2 separate regions of the Mus musculus genome follow, and region 2 is linked to region 1. A link is a contact called in public ChIA-PET data. All regions are on one chromosome and are shown on one strand. The core of a region is the stretch at or near the end of the contact, and the rest is flanking DNA. Distances in the headings are between cores, read along the strand shown. Region 1 has its middle 59 kb from the start of Fshb. Region 2 has its middle 59 kb from the start of Kcna4.

The links. ChIA-PET counts read pairs in DNA pulled down with a chosen protein or histone mark.
Region 2: an SMC1A ChIA-PET map of the G1E-ER4 cell line shows a contact between it and region 1, with 5 read pairs. The contact joins two enhancer-like sites. A contact is called at or near these places in 2 of 15 datasets of contacts at CTCF or cohesin (the G1E-ER4 cell line and the NIH/3T3 cell line).

Annotation. Positions count from the first base shown.
Region 1 is chr2:107,116,364-107,121,849 of GRCm38.p6, forward strand. No RefSeq gene overlaps it. Among named protein-coding and RNA genes, the nearest start is that of Fshb, 59 kb to the left of the region's middle. Within about 2 kb of position 2,543, at least 7 of the 459 cell types and tissues checked have an H3K27ac peak or open chromatin away from gene starts, as enhancers often do. A contact at or near this core is called in the G1E-ER4 cell line, where this site is marked.
Region 2 is chr2:107,229,100-107,234,585 of GRCm38.p6, forward strand. No RefSeq gene overlaps it. Among named protein-coding and RNA genes, the nearest start is that of Kcna4, 59 kb to the right of the region's middle. Within about 2 kb of position 2,797, at least 5 of the 459 cell types and tissues checked have an H3K27ac peak or open chromatin away from gene starts, as enhancers often do. A contact at or near this core is called in the G1E-ER4 cell line, where this site is marked.

The DNA.
Region 1 (5,486 bases), core at 1,293-3,792:
GTTTTTTTTTTTTTTTTTTTTTTTTTATCAGTCTGTCTACATTCTTGTGATGGGTGAAGACGCTTACTCTGTTTCAATTAAACGTGGTCAGCATGGGCAGAGATGCTAAAAATGCTTTTCTGTGTTAAAAGGAAATATATTTCATGGAACAAGTTGGAGATTGTCTTACAGATGGGACAGGTACTCATTTCCTGCCTACTGTTTGATGGGTGTCCTATTTGAGTATAAGCTGTTTTTGGTTGAGGGGAGTAAGTTGTTCTTGCCCAGGTTGACAATTAAAGTTTCATCTCAGTTGCCTTTTCTTCTACCTCATCCTAGGCTTGTTTTCATAATTTATCTTTTCTCCCCTGTGGACTGTTGAGGTGATATGGGGCAGTAATGTCTAATAGCTCTTCTATCATGTGTCAGTAAATGTAGAATAAGACCTGTGCACGTGACTATTCATTCTTCTGCAAGGTCTGCATCCCAGTCCCAACTTCATGTCTATTGAAAATCTGTTCAGTGCAGCGAGTCATCAGACTTTATCTGGACCTTCTCTAACTTCTTTTCTTTCTTTCTTTCTTTCTTTCTTTCTTTCTTTCTTTCTTTCTTTCTTTCTTCCTTCCTTCCTTCCTTCCTTCCTTCCTTCCTTCCTTCCTTCCTTTCTTTCTTTCTTTCTTTCTTTCTTTCTTTCTTTCTTTCTTTCTTTCTTTCTTTCTTTCTTTCTTTCTTTCTTTGACAAGCATACCAGAAATCTTTGAAATGAGAGAATATTTGTTCTTCTATGACCAGTCTACCTTTTCTCACTAGCACACTGCTAGGCATTTAGTGTCTGTCTCAAAATACCAAATGCCAACATAGATTATATAATAGGAGGACACGATGGCAGAATCACAAGAGACACTAGTATGGCTGGGAGCAAGCATGGAGAAAACATTTATGTTAAAGCAGAGAGGAACTTAGATACCAACTATGGTAAGTTAAGTAATTAATCCTTAACCCCTTCCATAACATATGTTCCTGGCCTAATTTCTTGGTAGCTGGGAATGCTACTTTATAAAAAAAAAAAAAATACACCCCTTGAGGTGTATTTGGATTAGTGAGCCTCAGGTATAGAGGTTACACTAAATTTGTCCAACAGGAATGATCACAGTACTTATAGGAGGAAGAGTTTCAGAAGTGAAGGCTCTGTGATGATAGAGGCAGGGACTGGTGTGCTATGAAGGTAGAATGTGGGGCCATAGGCCAAGGATTATATGTGACTACCAGAAATTGAGAAGAGCCTGCTCCTGAAACAGATTCTCGTGAGAATTGCTAGACGGCGCTATTTCTGATTATCCCCTGGAAGGATAGGATGGAAGGAGTAGGGCTGGAGCACACAGATGGGAAGTGGAGGGTCATATTCAGCGCGCAGAAGTGTTTTGTTTGGAAAGGATGCTATTTTGAGAAAGGCAAACAAAAATGAGTCAACCTTTAAAAATGAGTATGTTTTGCATAAAATCTGGATTTCTGATGTGAATCTGCATTTCTGGGGGATAATCGTGAGTCAAATCTTAGTTGCCAACTTTTCTTGTGAGCTGAGCTTTGAGTTTGTTAGCTGGAGCTTCCTCCATTCACTATGGGCTCCCTAGGTCTGAATTTTAGAGGTTGCAATCTATAGACAAGCAGAGGGGGCTGCATATTTTAAGGAAGGAAAGAGTTTTAATAAGCGTAGGATTCTAACACAGAAATGAACAAAGGAGGGATGAAAATGTGGGTGTGTTAAGGATTTGACTATTTTTGCAACTTTTCCACAAATCTTAAACCGTTCTAAAATTAAAAATGAGTTTCTTTTCATTAAAATGGAAATGATACGTATGTTCCTTTGTGAAAGGGGTTGGTACTATGTAATATGTTAAATATGTGAACATAGTGTTTTCTGTTATAAGAAGTCTTTGGGTTCTGTTTCATTCATTATATTGCTCTCTGGACTACTCTTAAGAGTGTATCTACAAGCTACCAGCTTCATCCCACTATAGATGGGGGTTCTGAGGCCCAGAGAGGCAAAGAAATGTGTCCAGGACCAGAGTACTGCTCAGAAAGCAGACTCAAGCAAAACCTAGGACTCCATTCTAGCTAATCCTTCCTTTTGACTGGCACAGAGCTCCAGGGATTGATAGGTTCCACATTCTGGGCTGCATTAACCAATCCCCTAACCTGCTTAGGGCCTTCTATGTGCAAAGAGTAGCATCCTATTTAGAGCTGCTTGATATATATTACTTTAAAAACATAAAAATTTTAAAATATGTAATATATACCTATATATTACTTACTCACTTCATTTATATTTTATATCGGGTGCATAGGGAAAACATTTGACATTTGTCCAAGCACCAAATGTACCTCTGGTTTCATTACTTACATACTAGCCAACCACAGCTATGCACAAAGTAGTTCCTGGAAGGCCAGAAGGATTGAGAAGGTCAGAAGCTGAGGCAGGCATTCTGTGTGGGCTCAGACCATGCCGGGAGGGAGGGATTAAAAGACTAAGTGGATTGGAGAGGTTATGGCTGTTTCTAGAACACTGTGTATCCATAGCCTTGGGTCTAAAAGGCCTTGATGTGTCTGGCTCAGAGCTGGCTAGAAGGCCAAGGCTATATGCTGCTCCAGGACTAAACAGGCTTAGAAATGTGCTGTTACTGGCTTGCCTCCGCTCTTATCTCTGAAAGGCTATTTCCATACTAACAGCTTTCTCTAGGACCTGGTATACTGTATAGGTATTAAAGCAATAGCTTTTCTCATTTTTTTTTTTTCCCAGCAGCAGCCTGAGTGAGAGAAGGAAGAGATAAAGGTAACAATGAAGCTAGTACCATGGAGTTGAGTGCCACCCGTCACTTACAGTTTATGTGAGCTGTCACGTGACGATGCCTTCTCCTCATCACATTGCTCTATGGCCTCTGGAAACAGTAGATTATGGCTGAGGATTCAGAGACCCAGAGATAAGACAAGGTGGTTGGGGTTGAAGGGGTCACCGTGGATGCATTAGAAAGGTAGCCGATCTCTTTTCCATACCAGTGCCCTTTTCTTCCTGAGGCTACGTAGAGGGATGATAACGCACAAGTGATACATTAAATATTCTAGAACTCATGTCTGTGTAAGTGTGGGCCTCTAGGTTGTGTGGTCAACTGGCTGCACACAGGTGCCCTAGACAAGATTGTCAGTGTTGAAATATCAGTTCTACTGCTTAATAGCTGGGTGACATGGGCACATTACTTAACCTGTCTCAACCTCTATTTTGTTTTCCTAAATTGAAGCTTGTAGTATGACTAACTTCAAATGGTGACATAGAAAGTGAACTAAAGTAGTGGGTAAATTAAAAATATTTGTGACTGCTATATGACTGCAAACTATTGTTGAGAGACTGTAATTTTAACTCTGTTTTAAAAAAGGACAGCACAAGCTCAGAAAAGCCACATAGTTTGCCCAGAAGCACAGGCAGGGAGTAAGCTAGATTTGTGTTATCTCTGCTCTAAGTCACTGACTGTTTTATCTGTAGCTCTCAGGTTTGCTTGGAGCTGTACATCTTGGCTAACCAGCTCTGCTGTGTAAACAAAGTTTCTGGGCTTATGCGGACAAAGTGTCACTGTTCTCATGATTCTTAGATCTTTCACCACCTTTATGATCTTTTCTTGAATATTTTTTGTTTCCCTTTTCCAAGAAATTAAAGGGACCACTGCTAGGACATCTGAATCTGAATCCAAAACACTGAATAGCAGACTGAGGTCAGAGGACTGGTATGGGCTTGAGGCTACACAGGCTACTGAGTGACACCAATGTAACACCCCCCCCCCCCCCGCCAAGTCCAAATAACGCCTCCCCTGGAGATGACTGAGGGGCATTAGAAGTTGTTAATACTGAGCACAAAAATGAATGCTTTCTTTGAAATTGGTAAAATGTTTTGCCTTGGTGTCTTCAAACTGCATAAAAATAATTAAACCCATGTAAAAAGGAATGGCATGTGACTACTGGCTTGATATACAGTTCTAAAAAGCAATTAAGTTAGTATCTGTTCTAATGATTAAGATATCAGTATCAGAGCCTCAGAAGTGGCAGGACCCAAATTAGATGTTTGAGGCAAGATTGGAAGGACATTCACTACTTGTATTTGTTTTTTTTTTCCTGTGTATTTCTTACTAGATATTTTCTTTATTTATATTCCAAATGTTATCCCCTTTCCTAGTTTTCCTTTTGAAAACCCCTATCCTCTCCCCCCTTCCCCTGCTCCCCAGCCCTCTCACTCCCATTACCAGTTCTAACCTTCCCCTGTACTGGGGCATAGAACCTTCACAGGACCTAGGCCCTCTCCTCCCATTGATGACGGACTATGCCATCCTCAGCTACATATACAGCTAGAGCCACATGTCCCATCATGTGTTTTCTTTGATGGTTTAGTTCCAAGGAGCTCTGGGGAGGGTACTGGTTAGTTCATATTGATGTTCCTCCTGGGGCTTCAGACCCTTTCAGTTCCTTGGATACTTTCTCTAGCTCCTTCATTGGGGACCCTGTGCTTTGTCTAATGGATGATTGTGAGCATTCACTTCTGTATTTGCCAGGCACTGGCAAAGGCCCTCAGGAGACAGCTATATCAGGGTCCTGTCAACAGGCTCTTGTTGGCATCTGCCATAGTGTCTGGGTTCGGTGGTTGTTTATGGGATCGATTCCCAAGTGGGGCAGTCTCAGTATGGTTAGAGCCCATGCTGTCCTCTATGGATCGAGGCTTTGCATAAGTTAAAAGGCATCACAAATTGAGAGAGATTTTGGAAGAAGTTGTCTGGATGTTGAGTTATTCAAAGAAGAGTTAAATAAATAGCAGGTGTCCATGTTGAAGGTGAGAACACACTTGCTTTCTTACCTGGAGCAGAGAAAAGATTGATCTTGTTTTGGGTAGTTTCTGAAGACATGCATGGATGGGGATTTCAGGGAAAGAGTCTCAATTTAGTTAAAATCATTCTAATTCAATTAGTTCATTACGGTTTTGTGTTCTGTGCTAAGTGATTACCTGGGATAAAACCAGGCATATAAAAGTCCTGTATCTACAGAGTCTCAGTATTATTAGTTCTATGCAGGTCATTTTTGTCATATAAAATGGTAGGTATATGTGATATCTATACTTTGTAGATAGTCATATTCAAGTGAAATTTGATCAGTAAGATGTTTTCATGTCATAATGTGGGCCATCCACAGGAAGTGTCAAAATAAGGGGCAATATTTCAATTCTGATCCTGCAAAAAGGATCCCATACCATCTACTATTAACATTATATAAAGAGAATACTGGCCTCACCAGTTCAGGTTCCTCTCCATTCTTTGGGTTCAGTCACCTTTCATTTTGTCCTTGTATGTTTGATCCATCAGAAAACATAGTCATCACTGTTCTGGAAGCTACTGTTCCAATATGTCTGTGATGTGGGGATGTCAAGTAAGATGGAAAAGGAAGCAGAGAAAACTCCTTGATATTCATGCACTGGA
Region 2 (5,486 bases), core at 1,547-4,046, 110 kb after region 1:
GGAATTCTCCATGGAGGCCTGTTTGCAAAGTCAGTCAGACATTAATGAGGTACAAACCTGGCAGTGGGCGCCCATCACTGTGCTATTGCTATTTTTTAGTCCAGTTTCTTTTCCTTCAGAGAAACTGGGCCTTGTTGGATTTTCATGAAATGTTTCATGGTTTTTGCAAAAACATAAAGATCAACCCAAGACTTTTATAATCTTTGCTTGTCTTAAAAGAATATATATATATATAAAGTTTCTCTTACCCCAAGTTCTCCAGACATCATTCTCTTTGACTAGTTACCATTTCTGCATAGAGAAGGTTATAAGCCAGGAGAAATCCACATCAGGACTAAGGCAGGAACCAAACTGAAGTTGTAGAGAAGAAACTGAAATTCAGGCTCTATTCACATTGACCAAATTTAGAGGAAAATACTCTTCATAGCTCCCCTACGTAATGACTTTAGATAGATCTGTGACTGTCTACGTATTGATTTCTATTTCAATGCTCACTCAATAGCTCATTTTCCTCGGAATAAACAGCCAATTTGCATAAGAAATTATGATAAGAACAAATTCACTCTCTGGGGCGTTTTGAGCTTTTATTGAAAAACATTAGCGCTCTCTCTTTTTTCTTTCTTTCTTTCCTCTTTAATGCTCCATATTGCATAATAGTGCTAACATGACAGGAAAGAGATTTAAGTTTTACACTTAAGAGATTCACTGTAGTAGAGGCTGATGCAGCATAGTGTGTTGAGAATTGTTTAACAGCATACTTTAGCAGCAGTTCAGAGCAATCCAGAAAATAAATTTTCTGATGCAAAAAGGTACACTGAAGTAAAATTACCCTTAGGATAGATAACAACCCTCAAACAAACAAGCCAAAACATCCAAACCGAAGAGACCCAAACAAACCTATGAATAACATACTTGTGAAAAATAAAACAAAGATTTGTTTCAAACTGGAATCACTCAGAAACAAATTTGAATAAGTTGTCATATTTGTAAGTATACAGCTCGGGGTCCCCAATGGAGGAGTTAGAGAAAGGACTGAAGGAGCTGAAGGAGTTTGCAACCTCATAGGAAGAACAACAATAGCAACCAACCAGATACTCCAGAGCTCCCAGAGACTAAACCATCAACCAAAGAGTACAAATGGAGGGACCCATGGCTCCAGCCGCATATGTAGCCTTGTTGGGCATCAGTGGGAGGAGAGACCCTTGGTCCTGTGAAGGCTGGATACCCCAGTGTTTGGGAATGCCAGGGCCAGGAGGCGGGAGTGGGTGGATGGGTAGGGGCACACCCTCATAGGAGCAGGAGGACTGGAATGGGATTGGGAGTTTCGGGAGGGCAAACGTGGAAACCTGGTAATGTTTAAAATGTAAATAAATAAAACATCCAATTAAAAACTCATTTCGGCTTTTGACTGGTGTTTTATTTTAAAAATAGATATTTAGTGTCCTTTATTTCCTTCATATTTCAAAATGTTGAGGATGACCTAGTATACTAGAATGTGTCCCATCATTTTTACTGTTTCCATCTTGCACTTGATGAAACTAAGGCTCAAGTACAGAGTTGCTAGAGGGAACGTGAGTTTGAAGTTAGGACTCTCCACTCTGAGAACAGTCGCCATACCCTATTAACTCTCACCTGATCTCAGTGTAGCTTGCAAACATTTCACTGTTCAGGGTGGATATCAACTGAATGAGCTCCAAGGGACATCCAAATTGTTACTTTGCAAGCATTCTTCATGAAAATAGGGATTTAATATGAAATAACACAGAGGGGGATTTCACTTTTGTTTATTGATTTTCATATGTGTGGAGAAAATACTTAACATTACTGGTAGTTTCAAGTAAATTGACAGGAGAAAGCTTGTAGCATAAAAATCAAAATTTGTTGCTCCCCTGAATGCTCAGCAATGGCTGAGCGGGTAAATTGACTTCTAGAGTATTTTATTTTTTTACTTTAGCCCTGTTATATCTTAATGATAAAAAACAACTCTTTGTAGAAACAATAAGAATATATGGAGAAAGTACTATCCAGTGGTGACAAATATTAACATTTTTCTAGCATTTCCTTTCAGGTTTATGTTTAAATATATAATCTTACAGATCCTGATTACTTTACCTATTTATTTAAAATATGAAACATTTTTTAATTTCAATGTATCTTTAATATTATTTTATGTTATTATTGTTAGGCAAACATTAATTTTTAAGATTGCTTATTACCCTATCAACAAGCTGTTAGTGGGACTTTTTTTTTTCTTTATGGGCATTGTATTAGTCTCAATGTCTTTTCTTTATGAAACGTTCTGTTATAAAAATTTATGTGAATGTCCTGCACCTTGCCTGGGCAGCACAGTAGAGCTGGCTTTGGTGGAGAGAACACAGTGAATCAGCCCAATGGGCGTGACCACAGGAAAGATGGCCCTGCCACTTTGGTGAGGACTGTGGTGAGGTGGAGTAGGCTCAAGGATGATGTCCCCACTCTTGCCACCTGCAGTAGTCAGAATAACTGTTCCCAAGGTTATGAGAACAAGAGAGCTATTCCTATAACTCACTGGTGGGAGACTGGGCCTTGTACCTGTCCTGGACAACACAGTGGAGTGGCCCTGGTGGAGGGAGTGCAGTGTAGGTGATCCTACTCTGAGGATGTGAGAGCCTGAGAATATTCCAGCTCCTCCCTGACTAGAGATCTTGGGAGAGTGGGTCCTAGGCCTTGACTGGGCTCTGGAGTCATGACTGTGGGTGAGCCAGCCTGGAAGGCATCAGAGCAGAAAAGCTGAAACTGCATCCTGCTGATAGTGGCATTGGGTAGCTAGCCAGGAGCAGTGCTGGAGAGCTCGCCCTGGTGGTGCAGATAAGGGAGAGACAGCACAAGCCAACCAGCTCAGCTACCACATAGGCCCAGATCCAGGGAACTGAGTTGGCCAGCCTCAAAATCTACATCATCTGTGTACTGTTGGGGTGTGTGAAAGTGTTGGTCCCGCAGATCCAAAGCTTCAGGTTCTCCATGACATGGTAACAACAGGATAACTGGGAAGAGTTTGGTGAGTATCCAATACTGATGGTGTCACAGAAGCCAGAGACCTCGAACCAGAGCAATGCCTTTTTGCAGTGAATGTTCTCAAGTGAAGATGTGTAGACCGAGGGATATAGAGTGGGACACGCTGTGACACACTACAGCTTCCATGATGATATATTTTTTACAGTTTGTTTTGTTTCGTATATTTTTTTCTTGTTTGTTTGTGTGTTTTTATTTTAGGAGATTTGTTATGAGGCCAGAGGGCAGATGCCAGGATAGGATGAGGAGTGAGACTGGGGGGCATAATGTGAAATGCACAAAGAATCAATAAAAAGTTAAAAATTAATGTGAATGGAGTTTTGGATATGCCCTTGATTATTTCTAAGTGTGGCTATATTAGGCGTGACTGAGGACTTTATCAGCTTTAAATAATGCTAAGAAATATATTACTTGGAAAAATTGTTATTCAAAATTCAAGCTTGTCTATATAATGACATTTTTCCAGTCATGTGAATAATATAAAATATTTGAAGACTAATAATTTGGGGCATATCTGAAATGTGGAAAGTCTGAACTTTAAACTACTGATATGCTGTGATATATAGAATATTTTTATCTAACAGATGCAGTATTTTCCACTTTAATGTCTGAAATTCCTGAATATATAAAGTCCTTGAGAGCACACACCAAAGTCTCTTCAGATTTTCATCATAATATCTAACATTATTCTTTGCTTTTCAATAAATGTTGACAATTAAATGGATAAAATTTAGACCTTAAGGTGGCATAAAGGAGTCTCTAAAAGTCAGATAATTGGTTCAAGGAATGTTATGACTCATACTGCTCACTCTGGTTTCTTTGTTCTTTCACTATTACCAGTGACGCACTGTGTTCTTTTAGAAAACAAAGGCTGAAGTGAAATGGTATGTGCTGCTACTTGATGAATCTCCAATCAGAGGACAGGGAAGGAGAGAAGAAAACAGGAAAAGCCAGTTTCATAAAGAGGTATACCAAGGATTTCTAGCTAAGGCAACTGATCACTTGACTTTGTTTGAACGTTGACTGGTAAGGCTTGTCAACAGCATATAAGCATAGTTCTTAGTAGAAGCAAGAGAGGGAGTATTTGTGTGCCAATGTCCTCTGGAGCATTCATCCAGTAGGGCATGAGAGAAAGTGATGCGTGTTGTAGTGTTGTGACCACTAAAGTCAGTTGCTATGAGATAATCAAGTTAGAGTGTGAAAGGTGTCTGAAACACTACATTGCACATGAGTCAGTTGATATTAAATAAATTATTGTATGTGGAGTTGAGTTAGTGATGGGTACATACTCAGAAACTAGATGTAGTCTATTCTCTCCTTTTCCTCCTCATCCTCCTCCACCTCTTCTTCCTCCCTCCCTCCATCTCTGTCTGTCTGTCTCTGTCTGTCTGTCTGTCTGTCTCTCTCTCTCTGTCTCTCTCTGTCTCTGTCTCTCTGTCTCTGTCTCTCTCTGAGTCACGGTGCCATATAACATGTTTTCTAATGTCATGAAACATTAGTTTCTCTCCAACTAATTTTGTAGCCTAAGATGACCTTGATTTGATATTACTGGCAAGCACTACTGTATCTGGTTTATGCAGCAATGAAGAAAACTCCGGGTTTCATGTATGGTATGTAAGTGCTTTATCAACTGAGCTACTCCTCTAGACACCCCCATCCATACCCTTTAGATATATACAGATTCCACTTAAGCTGGTCAACTGATCAACTGATTCCTCATTTATTTCTCTCAGATGCATTCCTTTCCCCATCTCTGTGCAAACTGTTTTTGAGAGATCTTCATTTTCCTAGGGTGGCAGATTTGTCCAGTGAATATTCTGGAGACAAGTTGTAGAGGGGATGAAAGATGGAAGCTTAGCACCTTGGCCACCTCAGCTTCTTTCATTTACTATTGCAACTGAATCTCCTCTGGGGTTCTAGCTCTCCCCTGAAATCCTTGCTGTGATTCTCAACTCAGCCTTGTCTCCTGAGATGTATTTATTCACAAAGATTCTCTAATTAGTTGCCACATATATAGTAGCTACCGCACACTGCTAACTTACGGATCAACTCACTGTTTCTCCAATAGCTTAAACAAGGGAGTTATTTATTTTCATTCTACATGTAAGAATGTTTGACTGAATGTATGTATATGTGACATGTGAATTTCTTGAGCTTAGGGAGGCCAGGAGAGGGCATAGGACCCCTTGGAACAGGAGTTATAGATGTCTATGAGCCACTACCTGGGTGCTGAGAACTAAACTCTAGTCCTCTTGCAAGAGTAGCAAGTACTTTTAATTTTCGAACCATCTCTCCTATTGCTTTCTACTGGCTTTTAAGTTCTTGGGTCACCTAATAACCAGTTTCTGAAATCAAGTCGGTTTAGATGATATATAATCTTCTTTTCCCCTCCCTTTCCCTCTCTTCTCCTTATCCTCTTTTCTTTCCCCTTTTCT